Linked DNA regions of Sus scrofa: region 1 is linked to region 2. Evidence: chromatin contacts called from public HiChIP or PLAC-seq data. All regions are on one chromosome and are shown on one strand. The core of a region is the stretch at or near the end of the contact, and the rest is flanking DNA. Distances in the headings are between cores, read along the strand shown. Region 1 holds the start of TMEM170A (transmembrane protein 170A). Region 2 holds the start of KARS (lysine--tRNA ligase).

Region 1 (7,096 bases), core at 1,248-3,747, 140 kb after region 2:
TATATGCTGCAGGAGTGGCCCAAAGAAATAGCAAAAAGACAAAAAAAAAGAATAGTGGTTGCCAGGGCCTGGGGCTTGGGAGGCGAAGAATGAATAGATGGAGCAAAGAGGATTTTTAGGGCATGGTGCTTGGATGGCTATTTGTCATGAGTGACAAAACCCATGGAATGTGCAACACCAAGAGTGAACCCTAAGGTAAACTAGGGACTTAGTGTGATTATGATGTGTCAGTTGTAGGTTCATCCTTGGTAGCAAATGTACCGTTTCTGGTGGGAGATGAAGGGAGAGGCAGAAAGTATATGAGAAATCTCTCTCTTCTCTAAGTTTTGTTGTAAGCCTAAAACTGCTCTAAGGAATATACGTGTTTAAAATACAAAACAAAACTAGAGCAAAAGCCTTGGTAGCCTCAGGAGGGTGCAGGAAAGCTGCTGCAGTGGGAGAGGCTTTCAAGAGCACAGACTGAAACAACCACCACAGCCTGGACTTTGAATTTTCCCACGGTGGCAACTGAGTATTTTCTCCCCAGGGTTAAGTCTGGAGAACCTGGTTGGCCATGCATTTCTGGTGCTGTTCTGATCCCAGTCCTTGAATTTCCTCACTTCCATTCATTCATTCCATACACAGTACGGATTGAACACCAACCAGTTCAAAAGGGAAGAATCATGGGGATTAGCAGTGTGTGTGTGTGTGTGTGTGTGTGTTTAATTCCCTGGTGGCTCAGTAGGTTAAGGATCTGGTGTTGCCACTGCTGTGGCTCGGGTTACTGTGGGTTCGATCCCTGGCCCAGGACCTTCTGCATGCTGTGGCATAGTAAAAAAAAAAAAATAAAAAATAAAAGTTCTCAACAATCTGAGATTTCTAAATTCAAAAGAATGTTTCCTTATGGGCTACATGATTGATTGTTATATAACCTTAAAATAATTGGTTTCTTCCACTTATACACTCTGCTAGTCTGGGAAATGTACCAAAAACAGCATTGTTTTCATGACTTTTTAAAAAATATTTACTATTATTGTTTCAGAAAAGCTTCTCAGTTGCTGCAAAAGCCCAGTTGCAGTGTTAGAGAACTGGCATTAGAAAGTTTCCAAAACAGGAGTTCCCGTGGTGGCTTAGCTGTAACAAATCTGACTAGGAACCATGAGGTTTCAGGTTCAATCCCTGGCCCCACTCAGTGGGTTAAGGATCTGGTACTGGTGTGAGCTGTGGTGTAGGTTGCAGACGTGGCTCAGATCCTGCTTTGCTGTGGCTGTGGTGTAGGCTGGCAGCTACAGCTCCGATTAGACCCCTAGCCTGGGAACCTCCATGTGCCACAAGTGCGCCCCCCCCAAAAAAAAAGTATCCAAACGAAGGCTTTCAAGAGGGAACACTAGGAGTTCCCTTGTGGCTCAGCAGATTAAGGATCCAGCACCTCCAAAAAAAAAAAAAAAAAAAAAAGGAGGGAACTCTAATAAACAGTATTGCTAATGTTCTTGAAACAGTATTGCTAATGTTCTTGAATTAAAAGGAAAATATGTATTTTGTACACTGCTATTTATTTATTTATTTTTGGCCATGCCCAAGGTATGTGGAAGTTCCCGGGCCATGGATCCAACAGTGCCACAACAGTGATCCAAGCAGTTGCAGTGATAATCTTGGATCCTTAACCTGCTGCACCGCAAGAAAACTCCCACAATGCTTCTTTTTTTGTCTTTTTAGGGTTGCACCAGTGGCATATGGAGGTTCCCAGGCTACGGGTTGAATCAGAGCTGTAGCTGCCAGCCTGTGCTACAGCCACAGCAACAACGGATCCGAGCTGTGTCTGTGACCTCCACCACAGCTCACGGCAACGCCTGATCCTTAACCCACTGAGCAAGGCCACGGATGGAAACTGTGTCTTTATGGATACTAATCTGATTTGTCAACCACTGAGCCACAACAGGAACTCCCCACAATGCTTATTAATGAATTGTTTTTTATTGAAATACAGTTGTGTCAGTTTCAGGTGTAGATACATTGTGACTTGATATTTGCATACATTATGAAATCATCACCACGGTAAGTCTAGTAACCACCTGTCCCCAGTTATTACAATATTATTGACCACATTCCTCATGCTGCATACAGTGCTTTTTAGTTTAAAGTGAAGTTCTCCCAAAATATCATTTTCCTTCCAAATATTGAAGGTATCATGTTCCAGCTTCTTTCACCGCTACTGAATCATCTTATTCTCGTTGCCAGATGCATATGTATCTACGTATTTATTTATCCTTCCACCTATCTCTATGTCTGTCTTAACTGGCTGTATACCTCTCTCCCTCCTTATCTAAATCCCCTTACTTTCCTATAGGTGGCGCTGCAGAGGCGGGGGCAGAACACAGAGCGCCCCAGTGGAGCAGAAACGACTTCCCCAGTAGGGGGCGTAGCTCGTTGGTGCTGGGTCTTGGAGAGCCAAACGCAACGTCAGGGGTGGGAACAACTCTCGCCCCGCCCCTGCCATCCGCGGCGCCCTGTGATTGGAGGGAGGGGCCATCACTTGGCAGGGCCGTTGGGGAGGGAGGAAGAGGGCCTAGGCCGAAGGTGACGCTGAGGCAGCGGAGGTGCGGAGAAAGCCAGGAGTGAGAGCGAGCCACGGCACTTCGAGTGCTTTCCCCCATCTCTCTGCGGTGAATGGCGGCGGGATGGAGCACGAGGGGAGCGGCGGCAGCGGGGGTTCAGCCGGGCTCCTGCAGCAGATCCTCAGCTTGAAGCTCGTGCCGCGGGTGGGCAACGGGACCCTGTGCCCCAACTCCACTTCTCTCTGCTCCTTCCCAGGTACCGGCCCCGCCCCGCGCCTGCGCACTGCGCGCCCCGCCGGGGCCGCCCGGCTCCCCTTCCCCTAGGCGCAGGCGGGGTCCTCGCGGTTCCGCCCGCTGGGGGGTGTCTTCGTCCTGGAAGGAGGTTTCCTCTTCCTCGGTCGGGAGCTGGGTCCTCAGGCCAGGACACCCCGAGCCCGCGCTGGGGGCCAGGTTGAAGGGAGCGGCCGCGGGTGGACCCGTCAGTGAGGGGCGTTCGGCCGCCTCCAGAACTGATTGTGCTCGTCGGAGTTTCCAAACGCCCCAGGTTCAGACGGGAACTCGGGGGAGCCCTGTAGGCGGCCGTCCCTCCTAGTCTGGGGCACGGGAGGCGGGCATCCCCGCTTTTGGCGGGGGTTGCTGGGGGGGCCCCTTTCGTCGGCGCTGGCCTCCCGGCTTTCGCAGCTCGGCCGCCGCGTAGTCCCGGCCTGTGGTGGGCGGCGGGGGCGTAAATCCGAACTCAGACTCCGTTTGTTTCAAGTCCAGCCCAACCCCTCTGCGCCCAGAGGTTGTCTGCAGATCGCTCCCACCTATATCCAAATCCATCCCCTCCACCAGCTTCTCTTTCTAGGAATCACCTGTTGCCAGTCTCCCACTCGGGCTTTGGAGATCTTTGACACAGCTTCTTTCTGACTCTTAACTCCCACTGGAGCGTCTGCTGGGCCTGACATCAGGATTTTTTTTTTAAATTGCAAATCGAGATAGAATGGTATCGGGCTCAGAAAGCTGAGAGGAGGGGGAAATCGTAGAGAAAGCTAAAAATAAAACCTTTGAGGAGAGGGCACCGTTCTGTGTCGGCCCTTTCAAGGCAAGAAGACTGAGACCATCGTGGCTGAAGGGTGAGGTTGGGCTCCCCAGCAGAGCTGATGGCTATCTTGACTTAGCAAACAATGTGAGAACCGGCCTGAGAGCTGCCGAGGAAGGAGGGTTGGGTTACTAACTGCAGTGATGAACAAGGCACCTGTGATTTCGCATCCACCGGGCAGCGACTGCCTGGCGCCATTCAGCGGACACCAGGGACTTGCTGTGTATTACCTGCCTAGTATTTTCCCGGACGGGTTTTGTGAAAGAGTTAATAATAACCATGCTGGGGCAGATGCAGCTGTTAGCTTGAAGTAATCTGGCAAAAGGTAGCAAAGGCACTAAGATCGCATTTGACCGTAACAGCAGAAATAGACAATATTCTGGAGACACTGTCCAAAATGTTCATGCAGTGTGGAGGCACCACTGGACCAGATTGGTCTGTTTTTGTATGTTTCCTTACTTTCCCCCAATTCTTTATTTGGAAATTTTTCAAATCTACTGAGAAATTGAAATGATAGAACAAATACCTTTATACCCTTTACTTAGATTCATTATTAATATTTTGGTTATTTTACTTTCTCTCTAAATACATATGCCACACATAACATTTTTACTTTCTCTGGAGCCCTTTTTCCTTCTTTTTCAGCTGTGCCCATCGCATGTGGAAGTTCACAGGCTAGGGATCGAATTTCATACACAGCTGTGATCTACAGCCAAAGCAATACCAGACCCTTAATCCTCTTTGCCACAGGAAGCCTTTGGGGTGGGAGGGCAGCACCTGAGGCATATGGAGGTTACCAGGCTAGGGTGGAATTGGAGCTGCAGCTGCCAGCCTACACCACAGCAACTTGATCCAAGCCATGTCTGCGACCTACACCACAGCTCACTGCAACGCTGGATCCCCAACTCACTGAGCGAGGCCAGGGATCCAACCCACATCCTCACGGATGCTAGTTGGATTTGTTTCCACTGTGCCACAACAGGAACTCCTGTGAAGCCTTTTGAAAGGAAGTTACGGAAGTAATGGCACTTGGTGCCAAATGGTTCAGCATGTATCATTTAAAATGAAGACATTTTTGGAGTTCCTGTTGTGCCTTAGTGGGTTAAGGGCCCAATGTTGTCTCTGTGAAGAAGCAGGTTCAACCCCTGGCCTTGCTCAGTGTGTTAAAAATCTGGTGCTGTCTCAAGCTGTGTTGTAGGCCACAGCTACAGCTCTGATTCCACCCCGGTCGGGGAACTTCCATATGCTGCAGGGGTGTGGCTGTAAAAAGGAAAAAAAAAGAAAATATTTTCTGCCATAGCCAAAAAAATCCCACAACAGATCCAAGAAATTTAACATTGATAGAATATTATCTAACATATAGGCCTTGTTTAAATTTCCCCAGTTGTTTGAATAATGCCTTTTTGAAGTCAGGGCGCCCTGTTTCATGGAATTTCCCACAATCCGAGTTAGCTGTTTTTTCATAATAGATTAAATATTTTTCTTCAAAATGCTACTTGCACCAGTGATGTCCACTTCCCAGGGCACCACATCAGGAGACATTTATTTTATTTTTTGTTGTTCCCATGGCATGTAGACGTTCCCTGGCTAGGGACTGAACCCAAGCCACAGCAGTGACAACCCCAGATCCTTAGCCCACTGAGCCACAAAGGAAGTCCCAGGAGACATTTAGCATCGGTTTGTACTTTTAGGATTACGTATTTATTTACTTGTTTCTTTTTTGGCCACGCCCATGGCATGTGCAAGTTCCTGGGCCAGGGATCAAAGCTATACCTCAGTGGCTACTCGAGCCCCTGCAGTGAAAAGGCCAGATCCTTAACGCACTGCGCCACGAGGGCGCTCGTAATAACGCTAGGTTTAATCATTTGATGAAGGTGGTGGTTATCCGATCTCTCCACTATAAGAGTGCCTAAATCTTTTTGTAATAACTCATATGTGAGCTGATACTTTGAAACATTGTTCTGTTCAGTCTGTCTGGCTTTTGGTTGCTTTTTCTTTCTTTAAGAAAAGATTGAGATAAGTGGATCTGGGGTGATAGTTTTGACATGTCCTAGTACAGAATCTGTAGTTACGCAAATTGCTTTCAGAAATTGTTCTGAAATATTACACTGCAGTATGTACTTGAGTTTATGGGTACTTCTTTGGATATATAACTTGGGCGTGGTAGTCACGAGGGATCATTCATTCAGCAAGTATACATTTGGTCAAGTTCAGGCTCTGGGCCTGAGGTATAAATATGCTTGAGCTGTAGCCCTTGACCTCACGTTGATCGGAATATGATGGGCAAACACATTACCTCCTTGCCCTGCCTCTTCTTCAGCTGGAATGATGGATACAAAAGATACATAAACTGTGACCCTTTTTGAGGCACCAAAGCCTAATGACAGGGAATTTTATTCATTGTCCTGATTCTGGAATCATTTCTATTTTGGCCCTACAGAAAAGCTTACTTGCATTTTATGCCAACTCAATATGGCAAGATCATTGCTTTAAAATATTCTGTGGTTTCTCCTTGTCAGGAAGCTTTGAATTGATTTTCTTTAAACCTACATTTGCAATTTAGGTTTCTGCCTAACCCTCCTTATTCCTTGTTCAAATTTCTTTTGTTGTCATTTTTAACAAATCCAAATGCCAAGAAAGGCACATTTTTTTTTCTTCTATTCAATAACGTTCACTTTCTGAAGATACGAATTTAACTATACCTCCAATGTCAGAGCATATCTTGTGATAACTAAACAAAAGCTCAGTAATGTTTTGGTTCTGCCATTGCCAGAATCAAGACGAGGTCACACCTGGACTTCTCATTCACTCATCCCAGCAGCAGGTGTTTACTCGGCGGCCATTGTGTGTCTGTTTTCCAAACACCAAGTAAAAATGTTTTAGTAAACAAAAGAGCTTTCATTCTAAAGGGGAGAGGGAAAACAAATAACATTTAAAAGTATGGAAAGGGGGAGTTCCCATCCTGGCTCAGCAGAAACAAATCTGACTAGCATCCCTGAGGATGCAGGTCTGATCCCTGGCCTCGCTCAGTGGGTTAAGGATCCGGCACTGCCGTGAGCCTTGATGTAAGTGGCAGACGAGGCTTAGATCTGGTGTTGCTGTGGCTGTGGTGTAGGTCCACGGCTACAGCTTCGATTTGACCCCGAGCCTGGGAACCTCCATATGCTGTGGGGAGCGGCCCTAAAAAAGCAAAACAAAAAAGTATGGAAAGGAACAGACGCTGGTGAGTGTGAGAAAGGCTGGGGGGTAGTAAGTGGTGGGGCTTGTGTGTCCAGTGGAATGCTGTTTTATTAAGGTCAGAAGGAAGTCCTCTGTGATGGTTCTGTGGGAGCTGAAATCTGAAGGAAATGACCACACCCTGCACCTGTTGGGAGAGGAGCATGGGGGAGGGGGGAGCCAGTGCATCGGGTGGAAAAGTGTGGGGGGGGAGTGAGATCAGATCCCAGAAAGCCATAGTAGAGGGTTTTGAGCAGAAGAGGGA
Region 2 (7,448 bases), core at 3,373-5,872:
AAAGGGGATGGCAGCTCCTCAAAATACTAAACATATAAATATCATATGATCCAGCAATCTCACTTCTGAGAATATACAACCCCCACAATGAAAGCAGGGTCTCACATAGATACTAGTACACCCAAACCATATGAGCATTACTCACAATAGACAAGATGCGGGAACAACATTGTTCATCAACAGAAAAATGAATAAACAAAATGTGGTATTAGAATATTATCCAATCTTAAAAAGGAATGAAATTCTCACACATGCTACAACATAGATGTGCCTTGAAAACATGAGCTTAAGTGAAATAAGCCAGACACAAAAGGACAAACAGCATTAGGATTTCACTTATACAAAGTACAGAGAGATCAAATTCATAAAGACAAAGCAGAATCATGGCAACCAGAGGCTAGAGAAGGGAAGAATGCAGACTCGTGTTTAATGGGTACAAGTTTCAGTTTTGGAGGACAAAAACATTCAAGAGATGGATGGTGGTGATGACTGCATCACAATGTGAATGCATTTATTGCTACTGAAATGAACACTTAAAAATGGCTAAAATTGTATATTTTACAATAAAATTTTTTTCTAATTTTTAAAATATGTAATCATGTATCAAAATAAGTCAATTTTATTTTATGTACGCTTAAAACAAAAGCCTTTTCTTTTAGAGATATAGGCTAAAATAGATAAAATGGGATGATGCCTGGCTCTGGTTTCTAAATAACCCCAGAAGCCAGGATGAAAGGTACAGACGAAAAAGTTGGCCACAACTATAATCAGGTGAAGCTGGGTTATGGGTACCCACAATATAGTTCATTCTACTACTTTTGGAAATGTTTGAAATTTTCTATAATAAAAAGTGGAAACAACATATGGCTCACATAATGAAACATGCAACGAACAAGAATGAGACAAACAATGAACAAACACACAAAAGCTTCAAGATCTGTTAAAAAAAGAAAGCAAACTGCAGGAAGAACTGCTGTCTAGTGCGGTGTTATGGTGAGCAAAAAGGACGAAGGTAGGAGACCATACAAAAACTGTGGTTGTCTCTGGAGAAGAAGCAAGGAGAGAGGCATGGAGCAGGGAGACTTTTCACTACTGTATTCTTTTACACTTAAGAGTATATTGGGGAGTTCCCATTGTGGTGCAGTGGTTAAGGAATCCGACTAGGAACCGTGAGGTTGCGGGTTCGATCCCTGGCCTCGCTCAGTGGGTTAAGGATTCGGTGTTGCCGTTAGCTGTGGTCTAAGTCGCAGATGCGGCGCGGATCTGGCATTGCTATGGCTGTGGCTTAGGTCGGCGGCTACAGCTCTGATTAGACTCCTAACCTGGGAACTTCCATGTGCCGTGAGTGCAGCCCAAGAAAAGACCCCAAAAAAATAAATAAATAAAGTTCTTCATGTTAAAAAAAAACGAGTATTATCTGTATGATAAATCCCTAGAAGCAATACACGGTTTAGGTTTACGGGGAACATGTGGTTTTTTTTTTTTTTTTTTTTTTTGTCTTTTGTCTTTTTGTCTGTTGTTGTTGTTGTTGCTGTTGTTGCTATTTCTTGGGCCGCTCCCGCGGCATATGGAGGTTCCCAGGCTAGGGGTTGAATCGGAGCTGTAGCCACCGGCCTACGCCAGAGCCACAGCAACGCGGGATCTGAGCCGTGTCTGCGACCTACACCACAGCTCACCACAGCTCACGGCAACGCCGGATCATTAACCCACTGAGCAAGGCCAGGGACCGAACCCGCAACCTCATGGTTCCTAGTCGGATTCGTTAACCACTGTGCCACGACAGGAACTCCGAACATGTGTTTTAAATGTTGTCAGATTGTGTCAAAATTTCCTCCATTGAAACTGTACTGTTTTCCTTCTATTAACAATGTAGGGGTGTACTTGTTTTCATATACATATCATTAACTCTGAATGTTACTCATTTTGTTAATTTTCCAGTCTAATAGATGTGACATTGCCTTGCTCTGATTTACTTTTCTATAAAACACCACCACACACATTTACGTTTCCATGGGTCAGAAGTCCAGACAGTCTGTGTACTGGTCCTCTGCTCAGGGTCTAACTTCCTTTAATTTAAACAACATCTCTGCATTTGTTTAGTAGCCGTTTATTTATTTCCTCTTCTAACTTTCTGTTTCATTTCCTTTGCCCACTTTTCTACCAGTTTTTCTTTTACTTACTATCTTCTCCAAGCTCTTTGGACATTAAGGAAACAAACTCTGTTTCAATGTACTGGTACTATTTTTCCAGTTTGCTCTCTGACTTTATCATGAGAAGCTATAAATTTAAAATAATCAAATACATAAAAATTTTTTCTTAGTCTTCCTGGTTTCAGGACCACCTACACGCTACTATTAAAAAGGAGTTCCCTTCATGGCTCAGTGGTTAATGAACTAGACTAGGATCCATGAAGATGCAGGTTCGATCCCTGGCCTCACTCGGCGGGTTAAGGACCCAGTTTTACCATAAGCTATGCTGTAGGTCACAGAGGCAGCTCGGTCCCATGTTGCCGTGGCTGTGGTGTAGGCCAACAGCTGCAGCTCCAGTTTGACGCTCAGCCTGGGAACCTCCATATGCCACAGATGCTACCCTAAAAAGACAAAAAAAAAAAAAAAAAAAAAAAAGAAAGAAAGAATTCAGCTTACTTAGTCCCAAGTTCTGACTGGTCTACTAGACATCTCCATACTACTAATTTAAAAATCAGGGCCCTACATGATCTCCTTTACACATAGCCTGTCCGCTCTCCTAGAATTCTCTCTCTTGCTTTATTCCATCCCAGCCACACTGGTCTCTTGTTGCTACAAGTACACACCTCAGGGCCTTTGCAGTTACCATTCTCTAAGCCTGGAACACCCCGTCTTCAGGTAATCACCTGGCTACCTCTTTCATTTCCTTTGGTCTGTGCTTAAGTATCAGTTTAAAATAGGTAACTTCCTTTCCCACGCTGCAGAAAACGACCTCCTCTTCAGCCCTTACTCAGATTTATTTTTCTCTATAGCACTCACTAAACTAGCATTTTAAGCAGGGAGTTTTAGTGTTTCTATCCCAGCAAGATAAGTGTCTCAAGCTCAAATATCTGTTGAATGAATTTCAAATGTCACTTTTACCGAAACCAAAACAAGAGGAACAGTTTTTACCTCCCCAGACCTCACCTGTGATGCAACAGCCACATAAGAATAGGGAAGTGGGGAAGAAGTATGCCTCTTTGAACAAAAGGGTCAGGTTCAACTGTCAATATCCCTTATATCAGAAGTGAAGCATCTGACCAGCTTTGCTGTATCCTAACCACACCTGAGTCCCAACATTCAACTCAACTGCCTTAGAAACTCACCTCACCTGAGCGAAACTAAAAAACCATTTCCAATTGCTGAGAACCTTCTATGTGAATATGCATCTGTTTCAGCCAAGACATTACAATAAACTGGTCTGGCAGGGCTTATGCTGAATTTCCTTAAACACTGGAGAATTGTTTTTAAAAAGGAGTCTGTGAAATCTCTCTGAAAAGATACCCAAGAAGGTGGTTCCCCAGTGCCTCGCAGGGTGGGGGGTGGGGGCGGGGGAGAGTATCTAATGGGCAGGAAAAGGGGGAGAATTTTCCATATACTCTTTTTGTACCTTTGTAATAGCGAACCCCGTCAATATCCCACCTATTGGAAAAGTGAATTCAAGATCAGAAAATGGTGTTAGTTTTACCCGGATGTCACAGGGGGGCGGGGCGGGGGATGCTACCAAAGACACAACATGGTCGCCCCTCGGGACAGGAACGACGCCCCCGCCCCCACGCCGCGCAGGTGCCAGCGACAGGCCTCACCCCCGCTATCAGCAGCCTCGGGGTCTTGCTCAGCTTTCCGCTTGAGTTTCTGCGAGGAAGGGCTCACGGGGGCCTCCCCCAGCAGGTACTTATGCTCCTGGCCCCGTAGGCGCTTGAGGTAGCGGTCCTTCAGGGACTGCCACGAATGCTGGGTGAGCGAGCTCTTCTCCATCGCTTTCCACAAGGCATTGCCGGTGACCGAGCTGGGCGAGCGGGCATGTTCCTTCACGTAGGTCAAGATGGCCACGTCGTCCGCGTCCGTGAAGCCGATCCGCCCCGCGTGCGGCTGCGGCTCGGACTCCGCGGCGGCGGCGCCGCCTCCGGCCTGCCCCCCGGGCTTCGTCTCTGGGGCCTGGTCGTCCGCCGGAGCCGGGCCCAGCCGGTAGGCCTCCAGCTCGAGCTTCTCGTTGCGCTCCACGCAGTCCAGGATGTACTGCGTGGAGATGAAGTCGCCCGAGGCCTCGGCCGCCGCCTCCCCGGGCTGGGCCAGCAGCACGGCCCCCGGCTCCTGCACCCGGCACAGGGTGCCGCCGCCGTGCAGGATGAGCGTCGAGAGCCGGCGCTTCGCCGGACTGGGACGCACGTAGAAGGACATGGAGCTGCCATCCTCCCTCAGGAAAAGAGTCGACGAATGGGTAGGCCCATTGGGGTCTTTGCCCAAATCCATTGCCTCCGCCATTGCGAACGCGCAGCGGAAGAGCTGCCCCCTAACGAGCGTCTGGCGCACGGAGCCCCACTGCCTGAGGTAACGTACCAGACGCCGCGGCTGCTGGCCCCAAATGCGCCTGCGCGACAGCTGCGCGTTAACAGTGGGCGCCCCTTTCCCCGGAAGAGGCGGGACTTCCGAGCGTGACCTGAAAATCGCCCTACGAGTCTCATCCTCTTTAGGTCCGGCCCTCGGGAAAGATGGCTGCGGTACAGGCGGCTGAAGTTAAAGTGGACGGCGCGGAGCCGAAACTGAGCAAAAAGTAAGTGTCGATGCGGGTCGTTAAAACCTTTGCGATCGGAGAGTCTGGACTAAGAAGTACCTCGAGGCTTCGGCCGTAGCGGCTGTGCTTGGGGCCTTCCTGCCGGCTCTCGTGGGTACCCACATGCAGGAACGTAGCCCCTGCGCCCTGAACTACATCCCCCAGGATGCCCGAGGGCCCGCGCTGACCGCGTCCTTCCTCCCCGTCGTACTCCTGGAGTGAGAGTATGCGGAGAATTGAGAGGCGACAGAGAAAAGGGAAAATTACTTCTCCCCTTTGCTCCCCCTTGAGAAATGCGTTATTATTGAGCCACGCCCCAATAAGGAAATTGGAGGAATGTTAAATACCCTAGTTTTTCAGAAAGACCTTCAAATTGTCCTTGGCCTAGCCAAAGCCACTGTGAACCTTTAGTATTAAAAAGATCAGTTTTTCAACTGTGTTGTGCACCTATCCGTATGAGTTACTCAAAGGATCTGTGATTATTGAATAAATCACCAGTGTCCAGCAGTAGGGTCTGTCAGCCGGATATACCAAGCTGCACTCAGCATTGCTGGATGTATCTTTGGTGATCACCCCAAGTCCCTGGAGTATGAAAGTACTTATAAATAAAGATTAGCTGCCTTTTTCACTGGCTGTGTCTTTTGTTCTCTGAATACTGCACTCCTTCTCAACCAAAGTTCTTCATAAAACATGAGCAATGATTGAGTGACTATTTCCTCAGTACTCCCAAGTCTAGTACATAAATACAGTGCTCTTCCAGTTGCAAGGAGAAAAGTTAGTTTAGTGCATGTAATGACTGCTTTAGCATTCAGGCAGTTAGAGTTGACGTTTCCTTTTGTGTCTCTGGGTTTACGCTTCACATATTCTAGGGAAATGAGAAAGGAAATATGTAAGCTTTTGGTTTGATGGCACCCTAATAACGTTGTTTGAAGAGTGACCAATAGATCTTTGTAAAAGTTTGGAACCTGGTCTTGAACTTCTGCCTTGAGGAAGATTGAACTTTGATCCCGTTACGTCAGTAATTGAATATTAGAGTTATAAATCATAGATGCCTCCTAAGTAAAAACTCCAGTTGAGTGTGTAATTTTAGGGTAAACTGAGGAAACTGGCCAGTTCCTTTCTGCTGACTTCTTAGATTAATTACAGCAGTCATTTTTTAAAGCATCTTTTTTTGTGTGTTGGGCTCTGTGCTAGAATGTTAGACTTTCCTCTAATCTCAGTGATAACCTTGCAAGGAAGGTGTTAATATCCATTTTTCAGTTTAATAAACTGAAGCTCTGGTGATTATATACGTTGCTGAAATTTGCATGCCTAAAGTTTTGTCCGCCGTGGATTCAAAGCTCTGGAGCAAATAATCTAAAATCAGGTCTGCAAATTCTACAGCCCGTGCTCATTATCCTGACTGTATCATACCTCCTCATGTGTCTAAAAGAATCTGCTATTGATGTATATTTCTCTAATGGGCCGAAATAGTTTATGACTAACATTTCCTTCTGTTTCTTAATTGTTCTTGGAATTTCCTTGATCTGAATCTTTAGTGAACACCCCTGTATGTCAGTTATTTTTTTTCCAAGTTTAAAAACAGATGGCTGCCTGCCAGGTGACTCATTCCTAAATGAAGGGCCAAATTTATTTTAATGAAATCAAGAACATAGTTCCTGTCATTCTGTTGCCTTCCAGTGTTAATGTATAAACATAATGTAATCTACGACTCATCTGAAATTCTCCTTTCCTCCTTGTTCCTAGAGCTCCAAACAAGTCTTCTCCTTGACATAATTGCTTTTGTGTGGTTTGTTTTTAGCTTCGTCCAGAGTTTGCAGTTGATGGTGATATTTTATGTGCTTCCCATTGCCATCTTTGTGGCCAGGTGTTTAATCTCCAAGAGAGAAACCACCTGTCAGGGGCTTGTCTCCTATTTTCTAGAGTGTTGTGATCATCTCTGCCCATAAACTGTTAATTTACCTGCTTTTGACTTTTGTCCCCGGATAGGCACCTTTTTACCATAGCCGGGACTAAGACTGTTATCAGTTAGAGTTGCAGCACAGTGTTAGAAGGTTGCTGTCAGTTGAGAGGGTAGAATGGAAAATGGGACATTAAAAGATTGTGCAACCTCCGCCCGCACCACCACCACCCAACCCTTAAGAGTAGGAGTGCTCCTTGGGGGTATGTGTACTGTCTGTCCATCTGACACCACCTCTCTGTGTTTCCTGTTAGGTGGTGGTAATCATTAGTTCCAGGGTATTCTACCATGTTGACGCAAGCTGCTGTAAGGCTGGTTAGGGGGTCCCTGCGCCAAACCTCCTGGGCACAGTGGGGGCAGAGGGAGCTGCGCCTGTATCAACTTGCCCCTTTCACAACGATTCACAAGGACAAGCCACTTTCTGATAAAAGAAGGTTGGTGCCAATTACCTTCTTTATTGCTCTGGGAGCAAAAATCCTTCCCTTACTTAGTCTCTTATCTGTTAAGCTTCTGGTTGAGTCCTTAGATTTGTTGCTAAGGAAACAGCCCTGCTACCCACCAAAACCAATAGTCTTTTCTCCTTTTCTCTTTAATAAATTCAGAGTCTCACTCCTTGGGGTCTTGAGATGACTTTTAGGTCTTATTGTAAAACAGTGCTGAAAACAAAACCTTAGTATGAATAAAGAATTTCTAATGCAGGTTATTTTCC

What was found. HiChIP or PLAC-seq counts read pairs in DNA pulled down with a chosen protein or histone mark.
Region 1: a contact with region 2 is called in an H3K27ac HiChIP or PLAC-seq map of alveolar macrophages. The contact joins the promoter of TMEM170A here to the promoter of KARS in region 2. A contact is called at or near these places in 2 of 2 datasets of contacts at active chromatin or transcription factors (alveolar macrophages and skeletal muscle).

What each region holds. Positions count from the first base shown.
Region 1 is chr6:12,192,626-12,199,721 of Sscrofa11.1, forward strand. TMEM170A (transmembrane protein 170A) reads left to right here and starts at 2,498. Exons shown (of 3, transcript XM_013998173.2): 1 at 2,498-2,790. The coding sequence starts at 2,658.
Region 2 is chr6:12,052,853-12,060,300 of Sscrofa11.1, forward strand. KARS (lysine--tRNA ligase) reads left to right here and starts at 4,623. Exons shown (of 14, transcript XM_003126856.3): 1 at 4,623-4,779. The coding sequence starts at 4,718. It overlaps TERF2IP (telomeric repeat-binding factor 2-interacting protein 1), which reads right to left and starts at 4,599. Exons shown (of 3, transcript XM_003126857.3): 1 at 3,812-4,599. The coding sequence starts at 4,490.